2 separate regions of the Astyanax mexicanus genome follow, and region 2 is linked to region 1. The links are chromatin contacts, called in public Hi-C maps. All regions are on one chromosome and are shown on one strand. The core of a region is the stretch at or near the end of the contact, and the rest is flanking DNA. Distances in the headings are between cores, read along the strand shown.

Region 1 (3,916 bases), core at 1,092-3,591:
AAAGCACAGCTGGAGTGTCTCCTAAAATAGTAATGATTTAAATCATTAAACGCACAAACAGTTGTGGGTTTCTCTCAGAAAAGCGGTACCTATTCTGAACGAGCTTTGTTTGGCTAGAAAGGGGGCAGAGGGCTTAGGGGGTTCCAAACAATGCCATATCTCAATCCGTTCAGTTTGATTGACACGGAGCTCCTCGTGGTGCTCAGGGCTAAAGGGCCTTGGGGGTGAATGAACACAACACGCATCCTGAACGGATATTTTGTCCTCAAATAGAGGGGAAAATGCCCCTCTCTCTCTTTCACAGACCAGCCCCCCCCCCCCCCCCCCCTACATACCCATCCACCAATAATGACCAAACGGGCGACCTATAGTCAATGTTTCTACAGTTCAATACAAAGTGAACAGAACCAAAATTAGCCCAACACAAAACAAACGAATCATATATATTTTTTCTTAGTGTGGATGCGGAGTATCAAGGAAAATAAACTAGTTTGTATGAGTACATTGCATTTGGGCTCTTTAAAGTTCTGCACACTTGCACATCTCATTTACCCAAAAAAGTCTCTTTAAAGAAGCTTTATTGTTTTAAGTGTAAACGATCAAAATACTTCTGACCTTTAGCACAACTTCACAGACTGTAAGGCATCAGACCTGTACATTTACTATAAAATAAATAAATGACATAAGATGATAATTAAGATATACTGATGCAGGTGTCAGTAACATACTTTCAATAAGCATACAGATAAATAAGGGATGGCTCAATTTAAATCACACATCAGAGAGCCTTGAATTCGTCCAAGAAAGACGTTTTCTTCAAAAGGTGGTTTTGTACAGTCGTTCAGCTTGGACAATCGCACATTCCTGTGCATAACTGATTTATTTTAAGCAGGATAAATTGTAATTTACAGTGACGAAAATCGAGGGAAGTTCTCCCCGTATAGATGATGCACATTTGGTATACTGGCAAACTGTACCAACAGAGCCAATTGCCCATTCACGTGTCATTTACACTAACCACTTTATGGGTTAAACTATATCTAAAGTAAAGAAAGTCTGCTGATGTAAAATTTTGTTAAAACTAAAATATCCGTGTTTAAAACAGGTGACCATGTTTTTCTCCCTGGCCAAAATCACCAATAAACCAATAAAAAACGCAGACTTAAAGGAAGCACTGCCCATTTATAAACTTACCTGTCAGAATGGTCTGAAAAGTGTTCAGTGAAAATGTAGCGTAGCAACGACTGCAGTAAAAAGTACCTTTATAAAAACATCTAGAACTAAAAGTAGTATTTCTACTTCATCTGAAACTGCACTAGAATAAAAAGTGCATGGGGCTTTATTCCTCTCTTTCTGAATCACTTAAGTTTAACTTGAGAGATGTGGTCAACCACAATGTAGTCAAGATGCAGTCACGCACATAACAAAAGATAAATAAATAGAAAAACAGAAATGGAGCGAGGAAACAAATGTCATTGAATGAACAAGTCATACACCAGCTAAACCAGAGAAGCAAACCAGTTATAAAAAATCTCAGGGAAACACAACTCCATCAACATTTTTTACATAGTCACACTTAATACTACTTTAGTACTACGTCTGTCAACCATTAAAAACCACTGGTTTCCACGTTTTTTATATTTGTATAATTGATCAAAACTGATGAACCTTGAAAGTGATTTTTTGTTCGTTAGAAAAGTAAGTGTATGTTTCAACACACACTATTATAATCTATTTTTATTTTTTCAATTTAGATTTGTTTTAGGAGGGTTTTTTAAAGATATTCCTAGAGAATATAAAACATACCTTGGGTTTTAACAAGCCAAACTGGAGATAACTGCGTCCAAAAAAGTGAAGAGGGGATAAAAACAGTCTTTAGTTACCGCTAAGCAATGTAAATAATGAAAACCACATACTGAACCAAAACAGACAAAAGAAAACGCATTAGGAATTTGCTTCTCGCTAAATTAGAGCAAATGTTGTTTAGAAGACAAGAAAATCTGAGGCGGGTTGGAAATAATTGCAAGGCGAATGCGAATATCTGCTATTGCTATTTTATGCCTTCTCTTTTTGGCCTTCGCTCAAAACGGATTCAAAATTGCTTCTATAGAATGCTGAATACGACGTTATAAACTTTAAAAATGTGCAAAAAACAGCTTTATAATCGGAATATTATATTTAAATTGGCCTTTTGGCTCCGTCGGTGTTCGATTGAAACAAGTGAAAAAACGGCATGTGACTGTTTTCGGATTTATTATTTAAGAACTGTTTTAAAACAAACCACTTGATTCGAGCTCTGCGGTTTGTTCAGGTCGGTTCGCGAACAGCTCAACGCTGTCGGTTCCGCTGTAACCCAAAACACTTCGTTTTTTCCTTTCCAAGGACAAAGAACGGGCTGTGGGAAAGACTCCAACAGCGCCAATGCACACCTTATCGGCTTTAAACAGAATTTTAGTGGTTTATTTTTCTACATCCTGTTTTTATCCTTCAAAATCATTCAAACAGGAGGTAAGTACTGTTCATGGTTGTGTTTTAAAGCCCAACGAAATTGGAAAATAGATCCCCGGCGTCAGCGGAGCAAAGCCGTGGAAAAATGTGAGGCCAGAATGGACAACTTGTGGTGCAAAAAATGTTTTAAATATGTCAGGCGGCTCTTGGGTCATCTACTGGACCTGAAGACCACCTCAGTTGACGGTGGTGGTGTTTTAATAAGAATAAACTGCCAGTCGCGGACACTGACAGCTCTTTGGTAAAGAGAAATTGTGGCGCACTGCCAGGTGGAAATTTCACGGACTCGTAGCGCCCCCTATGCAAAGAGTGAAAATATTGCAGCTTCCTCTTAAAGGGGAGGGCTACATGATTTAAGGTGGACTGGTTTAGTTGCACACTGCGGCTTAAGCCACTTGACAAGCCGCTCTAAAATTATTTTCACTTTTATACTACCCTTCGCCCTTTTTCGATCTGAGTCAACAATGGATTTTTTACACTATAATTATGTTTTTAACCCAAGTAAACCAATCTCTGCGGTTTGTATTATTTTTTAAGCGCTACAAAGATTAAAGTAATCAAATAAAATAAATAAAGCTAGAAAAATATTGTTTACAGACAGGCGGTTTAAATTCGCTTTTTTCATATAAAAACTCTTCATTTTTTAGTTGTAGTTTAAACATACAAGAGATAACCCACATTCTAGCTAGAGACTGCCTGGGGAGGCTCAGGTAGTGAAGCGGGATAAACCCCTGTGCCTCTTTGCTCAATGTCGAACCATAACGAATGTTTTATTATAGTGAACGCCTAAATTACAAGTGGAATACATTTATTAGGTGAGTCCACAAATAACCTAAACCTACAACCTAAAATAAAATACAAAGTGGTACGGAATGCTTTCTGCTTAAGGCAACGGTATGTTTATATTTCATGTAGACAAATTCTATGGCATGTTTTGTTTACCAAGCCTTCAACGAGGCATTTTCGGCATATGAGGAGAAAGAACAATTCAAGGCGTACTCTCAATATTCTCAAAAATCTCACTTTCTAAACTGAACAGTCTTCTCTAAGCTCTTGAATGGTTTCAAGATTAAGTGGTGTGAAAAAGTGTGTGAAAAAGTAAACTTTCAGAGACAAGGGAAACTTGTAGCAAAGGCTGTGTCCCAAACTGCATACGGACAGGTATGGTATGCACAAACATATATGTGAATTTATTAGTGTTAAGTAAGAGTTTGAATTCAGGTGCAGATGCATGCTATACAGCTAATAAAATAAATGAAATATAAGAAAATAGATTTCCGTTTCTCTATATCTATGCCTATACCTTACCTTTGTAGTACAAAGCTGCATTTTAGGACAGGTTCGAATCATAAACCCAGGAACGGTCTACTTGAGTGAGTTTCGTCTCCTCTTCTGCTACAGGAACGTA
Region 2 (3,720 bases), core at 1,112-3,611, 120 kb before region 1:
AGTCCGATTCTGTGCCGAAAATAATCTAATTAGATGATTTAATTACTGACATTAACAGCATAGGCAGTCTACCAGCCAATGTACAGCAGACATACTACATTGCGCAGAAAGTCCAGATGAAACCAAAATGCAATTCTAAACAGATAAGGCAGAAACGGCTGGGCAATACGTTTGAAGCGCATGTAACGTTCGTATGGGACCATAAGTTTGAATCTGCATTCAGATCAGACCGCGCTAAACTGTCAGCCTGTAGTCTACAGTATTACCCACACCGACACATTATATTGTACTGGTCACGTTTTTTTCTCGACACAGAAAATGGAGAATAATCACTAAATAGCTGCATACTAAACGGCCAATAAATGGCCACGTTACACGGTTGCTACCGTACATAAACCGAGCTATAGTCCATGGCAATGAATCAACCAGGAAACCTACCTGAGCGCCCTGCTTACAAGACTTGAGTCAGGTAGCCCAGAGCAGTGCCAATATCCTCCTCCCTGTTCATATATAAGCCTCAAAAGTCAGTATATGAAGATTTAAAAAAAAGATGTGTTCAGTTACGTGTTTATTACACTGAAGGTAAGCCGACGGGTTGTGGTTCAAACAACAGGTTTACCCCCACAACGCCCATCCTAATGATAAAATGATGTGTAAGCGGGTGCACGCAAGCAGTTTGCATTAGTTTTTCACACTGCTTGGGCCTAAGGCTGGAAAAACAAGCAATTCAGAGATGCACATAACTAGTTATCATGTGCTCTTTTGTACAATGTAAATATACATCTTTAATCGTGAGGCATCTGTAAAAAGCCAGGCAAGGCAATGAGGTACACACGACCACTGGAGGAGGGAATTAACACCTGTCGGCAGATTTAACGTTTTAAAAGTACAAGATACATAAAAGGTGTTTTCAGATGCGGTTTAACCATACTTTGTCACCAGGCCACGGCAAATCGGACCCGAACCCGAATTGAACAAATACAATATGAAAAATAAAATCACTAGGGTCTATGACCAGCCCATCACTTTCTTTAGAAGTTTGTCAGCGAAAGAAAATACAGGTCCATTAGATTAAGTTACTGAATGGATCAATTAGGTAAACAACAACAGCTTGTTAACTCATCATACCCACAAATGAAGACACGTAGACAAGGACTAAAGGTGAACATGAACATTAAAACATTAAATACTAATGAATGCCCACTAACCGACCCAACAAATGACCACAATGAGAAAGTCTCAAAAGTAAACAAGGTGCACTGAGAGAGCACATGAAACCTCACGCACGTGCTGCTGATATTGACAACCTTATCAAACATCAAACTCCTACAGCCCCCAAAGCACGCACACTAAAATGAACATCACCTACATATTTAACATACATGACTAATTAGCTATTCGTATTTTTAACGTCACCACGGATCTAAACAAATAAACGAGCACTTTCGCTTGAGCGCCCGTCCAGCAGCCCTGCAGCTGAATTTAAGTTAATCTAACACGAAAAACGTGTTCTTTCCGCGCTATACACACACCGCCGACTTCGGAACACTTAAAAGATTTCACATCTATAAAATGGGGAAACACAATAATCAAGGAATAAGCACAATATACATTTGATCAGTAGCTTTCGCTCACATTTGACCCGATCTGACCAGCACGATAACAACGTGTCAGTGCAACCCAATCACGCAAAAATCAGCGCGAGACGACTTTACCACAAACAGAAAGAACAAAAACAGTGCGATATGAAACAAATCACAATCCATAGTCTCCATCGCCGTGCGGAACACACACTCGTGCTTAAAGCGCACACGCGCATACACACAAACACAATGCGTTAAAAGCCGCGCTCCCCGAGTCCTACAGCACGCGGACAGAAACGGACACGACTGTACGGCGCAAAAACAACAACAGAAAGGACACACACCTGGCAACTGCGCCGCGGATCCTGGAGAGCGAGGCGAGTTTTTAGACCACGAAAGTTGCAGAAGGGAGGGAGGGAAGGAGGGAGGGGAAGAGGAGGAGGAGAAGAGGAGGAGGGGGAGAAAAGTCGATCAGCAGCAAACGAGTGCAAGCCGAGCGGCCATCTTGAAAACGGAACTGCTGCAGACGCTGTCAATCGCAATAAGAGCAGCAACGGCGCATTTCAGAATAACAGGAATCCAGAGAACGCCTCGTGCTGCCTTACACCGGGCCCGCGCCTTTGTCCCCCTGTGGAAAAAGCTCGCAGTGGTTCAGGTCTCGAGCTTGAGCGCGTAGAACAGAGCGGTATGGAAGACGGCCGTTTTTCTCGCGGCCAGATTCCCCCCTCTACGGTCTCGGCGCTGATGTCTCGGTGCAAACTGACACCGTCCCCCAAAATGGCTTGCAGTCCGCCCGCCCCGCGCATCACGTGGTGCCGCTCCTTAAGGGCGGCCTGGGAATATGTGTCGGTGTATTGGGGCACCAAGAAATTGGATGGAAAACGTCAGCGCCGACTGAGAAATGCATGCGCGATACAATTCTTACGTAGGGGTTTATGATTAGTAAAATTATTGTTTGCGATATATACCAATGTCTGCCTTCTACTAAGCTTGTATTTGTTTGTCGATGTATTTTTGTTTCTTCCCTACACTGTCAAAAATATTTTTTTTATCAAAGACCTTTATCAAATTTTTTTATTTTATTTGTATCAATGCGAGGTCTTTTTGATTCTACATAGAACCTTTTTTTTAAAGAAACGGTGTGTTAGAGACTATCCAGAGGAGAACCCTTTTTTTAAAACTCAATTTTAAATTTAAATAGAACTGCCGAGGTTCTACGTGGAACCTTGCTGTTAATAAAGAAACCGTAAACAGCTTTAAAATGTTATATAACGTGACAATAGCAATACCAATAGTCCTGTGGATGCTACCATTGAAGAACAAAATATAAAATAGATTAATCGTCATAGAACATTTTGAAGATCAAATGAGACTGGCATGGTTCCATATAAAACCGTTACCGTTACTATAGAAACCGTTAAGAGCTCTTTAGGGGTGTCTAGTTCAATGACGGTATTTGGGGTAACAATGCCGGAGTTATTTAGGTGCTCCATAAATGAATTCTCAATCTTTGTTTTTTTTTTAAAGAACTATACTGTACAGCCAGCATCGGAACCCCTTAAAGTGTTCTGTGGCTCTGTGAGTTCTAAGTAGAACCATTACCATTGCAAATTGTTAGGTAGCACTCGGAAGTTTGCGTTTGTCCCTCGTTAAAAACTCATGTAGACGTGGAGATGTTGCGTATGAAGCGCTGACACTCCCCATGACAACCCGTTTTCATGTATTAAATTATATATTATGCGTAAAGCGATCACCGAACAAGTGATACCACTGGCCGTTGTTTTGTTTTTTTATCTACTAAACTTTATAACGTCACCACTCACACACATATTCTCTGCTTATTTGATATTGTAACTGCTTTCATAGAAATATTCTCATTGAATCAACAGTTTTTTTGTATATCAGTCTTCACTGATTCTCGCGCACGTCTGTTCCGATCTAGACATTCAGCCTGTTTTGAAACCTTCAATAGAGCCCAATACAGTCCGCAGACCTTATAAGAAGTCGGTTCTTAAAACATGACGTACAGTATTACGCACCCATTAATACATTTACATACATACATTTATTGCAATCACGCACACTTTCTTTCACATTGTTTTCACAAATAACAACACAAAGACAATTGTTTATTTTG

Evidence for each region. A called contact is a pair of places that touch in the nucleus more often than the background predicts.
Region 2: a contact with region 1 is called in a Hi-C map of muscle, with 15 times the contacts expected there. The contact joins the promoter of bmi1a here to the enhancer-like site in region 1. A contact is called at or near these places in 3 of 3 Hi-C or Micro-C datasets (blood and muscle).

Annotation. Positions count from the first base shown.
Region 1 is chr1:92,237,671-92,241,586 of AstMex3_surface, reverse strand. No RefSeq gene overlaps it. Among protein-coding and RNA genes, the nearest start is that of skida1, 9.2 kb to the left of the region's middle. Within about 2 kb of position 2,341, the one cell type or tissue checked has an H3K27ac peak away from gene starts, as active enhancers do.
Region 2 is chr1:92,362,858-92,366,577 of AstMex3_surface, reverse strand. It overlaps bmi1a (bmi1 polycomb ring finger oncogene 1a), which reads right to left and starts at 2,361. Exons shown (of 10, transcript XM_007254782.4): 1 at 1,928-2,361. It overlaps commd3 (COMM domain containing 3), which reads right to left. Exons shown (of 8, transcript XM_015607249.3): 8 at 3,708-3,720.